Linked DNA regions of Sus scrofa: region 2 is linked to region 1. Evidence: chromatin contacts called from public Hi-C data. All regions are on one chromosome and are shown on one strand. Each heading gives the region's core, a stretch centred on a gene start, on an enhancer-like site or on the middle of the called end of the contact. The rest is flanking DNA. Distances are from core to core; before and after follow the strand shown.

The links. A called contact is a pair of places that touch in the nucleus more often than the background predicts.
Region 2: a Hi-C map of liver shows a contact between it and region 1, with 1.8 times the contacts expected there. The contact joins two enhancer-like sites. A contact is called at or near these places in 4 of 47 Hi-C or Micro-C datasets (epiblast stem cells, liver and skeletal muscle).

What each region holds. Positions count from the first base shown.
Region 1 is chr15:111,007,641-111,010,862 of Sscrofa11.1, reverse strand. The region is part of intron 7 of PLEKHM3 (pleckstrin homology domain-containing family M member 3); the gene reads left to right. Among named protein-coding and RNA genes, the nearest start is that of FZD5, 88 kb to the right of the region's middle. Within about 2 kb of position 1,527, at least 5 of the 83 cell types and tissues checked have an H3K27ac peak or open chromatin away from gene starts, as enhancers often do. A contact at or near this core is called in liver, where this site is marked.
Region 2 is chr15:111,128,101-111,131,519 of Sscrofa11.1, reverse strand. All of the region lies in intron 3 of PLEKHM3 (pleckstrin homology domain-containing family M member 3), which reads left to right. Among named protein-coding and RNA genes, the nearest start is that of PLEKHM3, 56 kb to the left of the region's middle. Within about 2 kb of position 1,414, at least 18 of the 83 cell types and tissues checked have an H3K27ac peak or open chromatin away from gene starts, as enhancers often do. A contact at or near this core is called in liver, where this site is marked.

The DNA of each region.
Region 1 (3,222 bases), core at 278-2,777:
CACAGTCCCTTCTAACTATAAAATTAATTTTTAAAAAATAGTAAAATAAAATTAATTGATGTTCATTATAGAAGAATTTTAAAATACATGAAAGTATAAAGAAAAAAGTTCTTGGGAGTTCCCGTTGTGACTCAATAGTAACAAACCCAGAGTATCCATGAAGATTCAGATTCAATCCCTGTCTTCACACAGTGTGTTAGGGATCTGGAGTTGCCATGAGCTGTGGTATAGGTCACAGACACAGCCTGGATCCCGCCTTGCTGTGACTGTGGTGTAGGCTGGCAGCTACAGCTCCAATTCAACTCCTAGCCTGGGAACCTCCGTATGTCTCAGGTGTGGCGGAGGGAGGAAGGAAGGAAGGTAAGTTAGTTAGAAAAAAACTCTCTCTCTCTCTCTGTATATATATATGTTTTGGGGGGTTTTCTTGTTTGTTTGTTTTTTGCTTTTTAGGGCCACACCTGCAGCATATGCGGCTCTGATTAGACCCCTAGCCAGGAAACCTCCATATGCCGTGGGAAGCAGCCTTAGAAAAGACAAAATGACCAAAAAAAAAAAAACTATACACTTGTACCGATGGGTGCTTTTACAGGAAAAAATTGTAATTGGCTCTAAAATTATTAAGATCCATTTAATAAATAGAGGCAGGCTAATCCACAGACAGATCATTGGACTAGGAATACAGAAGTCTAGGTGTCATTCTTAACTCTGCCACTAAACTGCTCTGCGACCTCTAAGGAGCCATCACCCCTCCTCCCCTGCCATTTTCATATCAACCCTATGACACTGTTTTAAGCTCTTATTGTTCAAATAAGTAAGAGCTTATAAGAGCTTTACTTCAGCTCCTTTGCTTAGCATTTCGTATTCATCTATTTGATAATTTGTCATGATGCTTTCACCGTGAAGTTGACTGATTTTTGATACAATTTACCCAAAGAGATTAAGGTACAAATTCAAATTGTGACTCAGTCCACCATTTTGAAATAATATAAGATCCATAAGGAAATGGCCTTTTTCTATTTTGCCCACTGTTCCATCCTCTACATCTAGAACAGCACATAATAAATGCTCAATAAATAATTCATAAATGAATGGTTTATTTTAGTTTTTTAAATCTCTGCTTCTCAACATATTTCTTTTATTTTAAATAGCTTTTAAAATAATTTCAGGGAAACTGCTTCAATGTAGACATTACCAAGATACCTGATTTTATCAAGTTATACCTAAGATTCTATTACACATCAGGGACAGATGTGGGTTTTTTGGCCCAATGGAGACTTTACTGTGAAAAATTTGAGTTTTGCATTTGGGCATATGAGATAATTCAAATAAAAGTAGAACTATTTCATGTAATTTCATTCTATTAAACATTTTAAATGGAGTAAAGCAGTAAAAAAAAAATTGAATTTTGCTAGGCTACCCAGATAACTTAATTTTCAAAACATCTTTTAGGTCATTGTTGAGTGTGCATGTTTTTCCCTCCCCGTGGGACTGTAAATAAGTAACCTGAATACACAATAGGGAGGAGAAGGCGTATTTACCTTTCCATAAAAAAAGTGTTGACTCTTCAGACTGAGCAATACATTCTGAAATGAACTATTTTATGCTTTAGAATTCCAGAAGTATAATAGTATCTTGGCTTTGTCAGTATATCTTTATGATACTTTGAGACTTTTTAAATCCAATCAATTATAGTACAGACAACTCGTTAAAGTTGCCTTTTGGTTTTTATTTAAGCTGTCATGCACTGTTATGTCTTTATTAAACCCCTTCAGTTTTCTGAATATTAAACCACTCAGTACCACGTCAGGATATATCTGCATATGCCATCTATAATTTACCATTAATGACCTTCTGTTTGGTTCCTGATTCTTCCGAAGTACCTCAAATAGAAATAAAGGCATGGTTCATAGATGTTTACGCTCTATACAAAAGTCGCTAATTGGACTGAATTACATCAGAGCATAAAATTTGGAGAGCTTAGCAATCATTTACCCACCACCCCCATACCTTGCAATACACGCCCCTTTCCCACCCCACCCCACCCCCGATGGAAGCCAACATCCTCATCTAACACCACACCTATAGCTAGTGGGAGATTCCAGTTATGGAACCTCGGTACAGTACCCTCTCTGCCTCACCCTGTTATCAGAGCACTAGCCTAATTTGAGGGACCCATGACGCATCCTAGGAGGGTAAAAGATTACTACATACCCTTAACTATTTTCACTTACTGCTGGTGATGGTTGGGTGGGGGTGAATGTTCTCACCAAAATTAATGGGAAGAATTTTGTAACCTTTCGATGAGAAAACAGGGAAAGATAACATTCTAAAAAGTAATTCATCAGAACTCAATCCAAAAATGGGTGGAAGATCTAAAGACATTTTTTCCAAAGAAGACACATAGATAGCCAAAAGGCACATGAAAAGATGCCCAACACTGCTAATTATCAGAGAAATGCACATCAAAACTAAAATGAGGTATGACCTCACACCAGTCAGAATGGTCACCACCAAAAAGTCTACAAACAATAACTGCTGGAGGGGGTGTGGAGAAAAAGGAATCTCCCTACGCTGCTGGTGGGAATGTGAATTGGTATAGCCACTGTGGAAAACGGTAATGGAGGTTCCTCAGAAAACTAAGAATAGAGCTACCCCATTATCCTGCAATCCCATTCCTGGGCATATATCCAGAGAAAAACGTAATTTGAAAAGATGTATGTACCCCAGTGTTCGTAGCAGCACTCTTTACAATAGCTAAGACTTGGAAGCAACCTAAATGTCCCTCGACAGATGAATGGATAATGAAGATGTGGGAGATATATATATATATCAGTTACAAAAAAGAATGAAATAATGCCATTTGCAGCAACATGGCTGGACCTAGAGATTAACATACTAAGTGAAGTAAGCCAAAGACAAGTATCATGATATCACTTATATGAGGAATCTAAATAAATAGCTAAAATAAAATAAAAACATAATTCATATGAAAAACAGAAGTGAGAGAATTACCTTTTATAAAACCAATAACATAATAGACTGACTTGCATTATGAATCAGTGGCTGGTTTAACGACCGCATCGGAGACAGAAGCCACTAACTTGAACTGATATAATTTAAACCAAAAGATCTACTTTGGCCTTAACAGTGGGGAGGCTGGAGTATATTAAAGCTGTTCTTCAAGAGGGGAGTTAACACTTTTTTTCCTAGAAAGAGAAGAAT
Region 2 (3,419 bases), core at 165-2,664, 120 kb before region 1:
GCTCCGCTCTTACCTTCATGCTTTGGTTTGGAGTTCTAATGGGGGCACGGGTAGGTTTCTTGTTTGGCGTGGGGAGAGGTCAATCCTAATTTGTACAGTGTGGCTGATTCTCAAGTAGAAATTTTTAGTTTCACTTCAGTGTCCCCTCTTCCATCTGAAACTGCTACGCTCAGTTGCTTTGTGGTACCCTGGTTTATGGGTGGCTTTCCGTTTTCCTTAATGAACCATACCTGGCGTACTGGTTGCCTACCTCAGGTAGGAAGATGTCATCTCCTGTAGGGGGCAGAGTCTCAAAAGAAAAAGGCCAGAACTTGTTGAGCAAAACCTCTGAATGTTTTTGCAATTTCTTGGGAGGCTGTTCATTTTATCAAAGATTATTATAGCAGATGGAACTTAAAATTGATCTATGTTTCTCACAAACACAGTTAATCTAAACCAGCTGTTTATTCATTTAGTAACTTGGGTCCCCAAACTTTTCAACCTCATAAAAACACACGTTCAGTAAAAAAGCTGGTTGCATAGCATGTTTACCTTCCAAACGGTCAAAAAGTCCAGCAGATTGTTTTCAGTTGAACCTTGGCTTTATCGGGCGTTTGTGGGAAAGCTAATTCGCAATATTTCACCATTTAAGTGCGCCTCTTTAGAGTACGAGTGTTTATGTCCACTTAGTGTCCCCCCACCCCCGCCTTTAAATATTTGTGATGCATAAACTTTAAAAGTGGGAGACTGTACCGAGCCGCTCTTTATCATGATGTCATTCAGCTGCTATTCAGGGGAGCCACAAATGTTGGCTTTTAAATCTACAAAATAGTGCAGTTGGCCTCATTTCACTAAATTCTATCTGTAGGTGAAGAATTTTCTGTATCCTTTTTTAAAACTTAAAGAGCCCCTGAAGAGAAAATGGACCCCGACCATCCCCAAATGCCTGAGGTTATGGTTTGGAAAATACATGCTTGTGCGTAAGTGTGTATTTCTTAACATGTGCTTGGACTTTTTATAGTTGTATTTGATTATGTGTGGTTTGTTGCATGGCTTTGTCTCTAGCTCCATGGCCGTCCCGTGCTAGGAAACCCAGCTACAGTGGTCGTCTTGCTGTTCTGGTCTGTTCCTCCCTTGGTCATTCATGGCTCCAGGCCCTTTCTCTTCGCCATTCCTTCTTCCTGAGACCATGCCTTTGAAAGTTAAGTTCTTCCATTCATTTACTGTAGGAGCCCAAAAGTCAAGTGCACCTGGACAAGTCAGTGCTTGGAGAAAGCCGACGTGGTCCCTGCCCTCATGGCACTTGCAGTCCCCCAGAGAAGACGTCAGTGGAATCATCACCCTCACTGATGCCAAATGGCAGCTGTGAGCCGAGCTGTGGAAGTGAGGTCCTCATGTCAGATTAGAGAGCTGCCAGGGGTGGTGCAAAGTGGAACTCTATGAAATTGCAGGCATTCGGTCATTTTTGACCTACGCAAAAGCACTGTTTGATAAGGCTGAACTACATGTTCGACCCTGAATCACAGAAGGTTCTTGGGCAGAGAAGCACGTGAGGAAAGTGGTATTTAAGGACAATTAATTTACTGGTGCTTTAGTCAGCCTTGCAGAAACCACCTCTGTAAGCAGAAAATGAGGAATGCTTCTTTAATGAAGTCATTGGTTGGGATTCAAAATTATGTTTGGCAGTGGGGCATCTGTGGTGTTAAAATATTAATGCTAAAACAAATGACTATGCAGCTTATTAAAATATTTATGGAGTATGTACCTGTAAGTGGTTCTAAATGAGGTCGTTCACAAAATGCAGTATAAATTGAATTATAAGGCAGGAGCCTGGTTTTCTTCAGGAATTAGACATGTATACATATCTATTTCCTCTCAATTGATACATGGTTTTCTTGGCCCTGGTACATAGGGATATTTTTTCCTGTAATTTCCCAGCAATCAAGAAACCTAGCAATTGAGTATTATGATAAAAGGGCCCTGGGCCTTGTTTATAGATGCTACTAGAGATGCAAAGCTCACATGTTACTGCTTTGTAATCTGGAAGTGAAATCAGACAGCCCAGGTCACTGTTCCTGACTCTGAACTGAAATTGAAAATGTTAGCAGAAGAGACAGCAAGAAAAACAGCCAGCTGAGGGGATCCCCTCCACCATTTCACACTGTCAGTTTTTATGGTTGTTTTACTCCTTTGGCTGCTGTTTAACCTCTTGGGACTGCTGTTGGTAATTATGTCTCTCTGGCATTAAGAGCTTTTTGCTCCCCACCCCCGCCCCCCGCCACCCCGAGGCTTTGGGAGGGGTAAACCCAAGGGGTTTGGGTGGGGGGGGGGAGTTTTGCTGTGAATTCTTCAGCCATTTAGTGCAAATTCCTGTAATTACCGGCATTGTGTCCTCTCTGAATGGCACATAATACAGCAGAAGCCATTCCTAATTGAGACCTTACAGGAGGTACAAATCCTCTCTTTGTTCAGCCTGACAAATTAGTGCCAGAAAGTGGCAGGGTCCGAGTGGGAATCAAAGGCAAGAAACACAAAGATGGAACTTAAGGCTACAGTAATAACCCTCTCTTGTCCCGAAGGGAAAAAAGGAATGACCAATGAAAAATGAAGTTTTTTTTTTTTTTTTTTTTTTTTTTTTGTTATAAATTCCCTTGACATGACAGCACCTCGGGGCTGCTTTATTTATTTAGCAAAAGTGATTAAATAGTAATACAACAGGGCTGCCCATTGTTTCCCTGGGTGCCCCCACCTCACAGACCCCTGCTGCCTCGGCTAATTGATTGACAATGAACCTCTGATAAAGAAGTATGTGGTTAGGACCTGAGGTGGGAGGGGGAGCCTTTTCCCCCTTCTCTTTGTCTGAGTGTGTGTGTGTGTGTGTGTGTGTGAGATTTCATTTTTGTTTGAATTGCACTCTAGTTTTTCTTTGCCCCACCCCTCCTTTTCCCTTCTCTCCCCTTGCTTTTTTTTCTTTTTTTTTTTTCTTTTTTTTCCCTCCCAGAGCTTTTCAGCAGTGGCTCCCGGCTGACATTCACAAACAGGTAGTGAGGAATTTGGGTTGTAGAGTAGGCTTTTGACAAGTTTATCTTTGGAGCGAACTTCCTTCTCTCCCCCTGCTCCATTTAAGGCAGAACAGTGGTTGTGAGAAGACAGAAAGGGGGAAGCAGACTGATTATTGGTGCTCAGAAAAGTGGGTTTTTTTTGCTTTTTTTTTTTTTTTAAGTTTCTCATTTGTGGTAACAGACGTCTAAAACTAGTCTTTCAACTGAGATTCCTCTCTTCAGTTCCTTACTCAGCTTTTTTAAAAAATCTGTGCATTTAATAACATTTACATGTGGGTGGGTGGGGTTGTGGAATAAGACATAAAAAATTGAATTATTTAATCTTACTCGGTTCCTGAGAAGCCAGGATTGATTATTTTAGGATAGAATCTGGCTGCT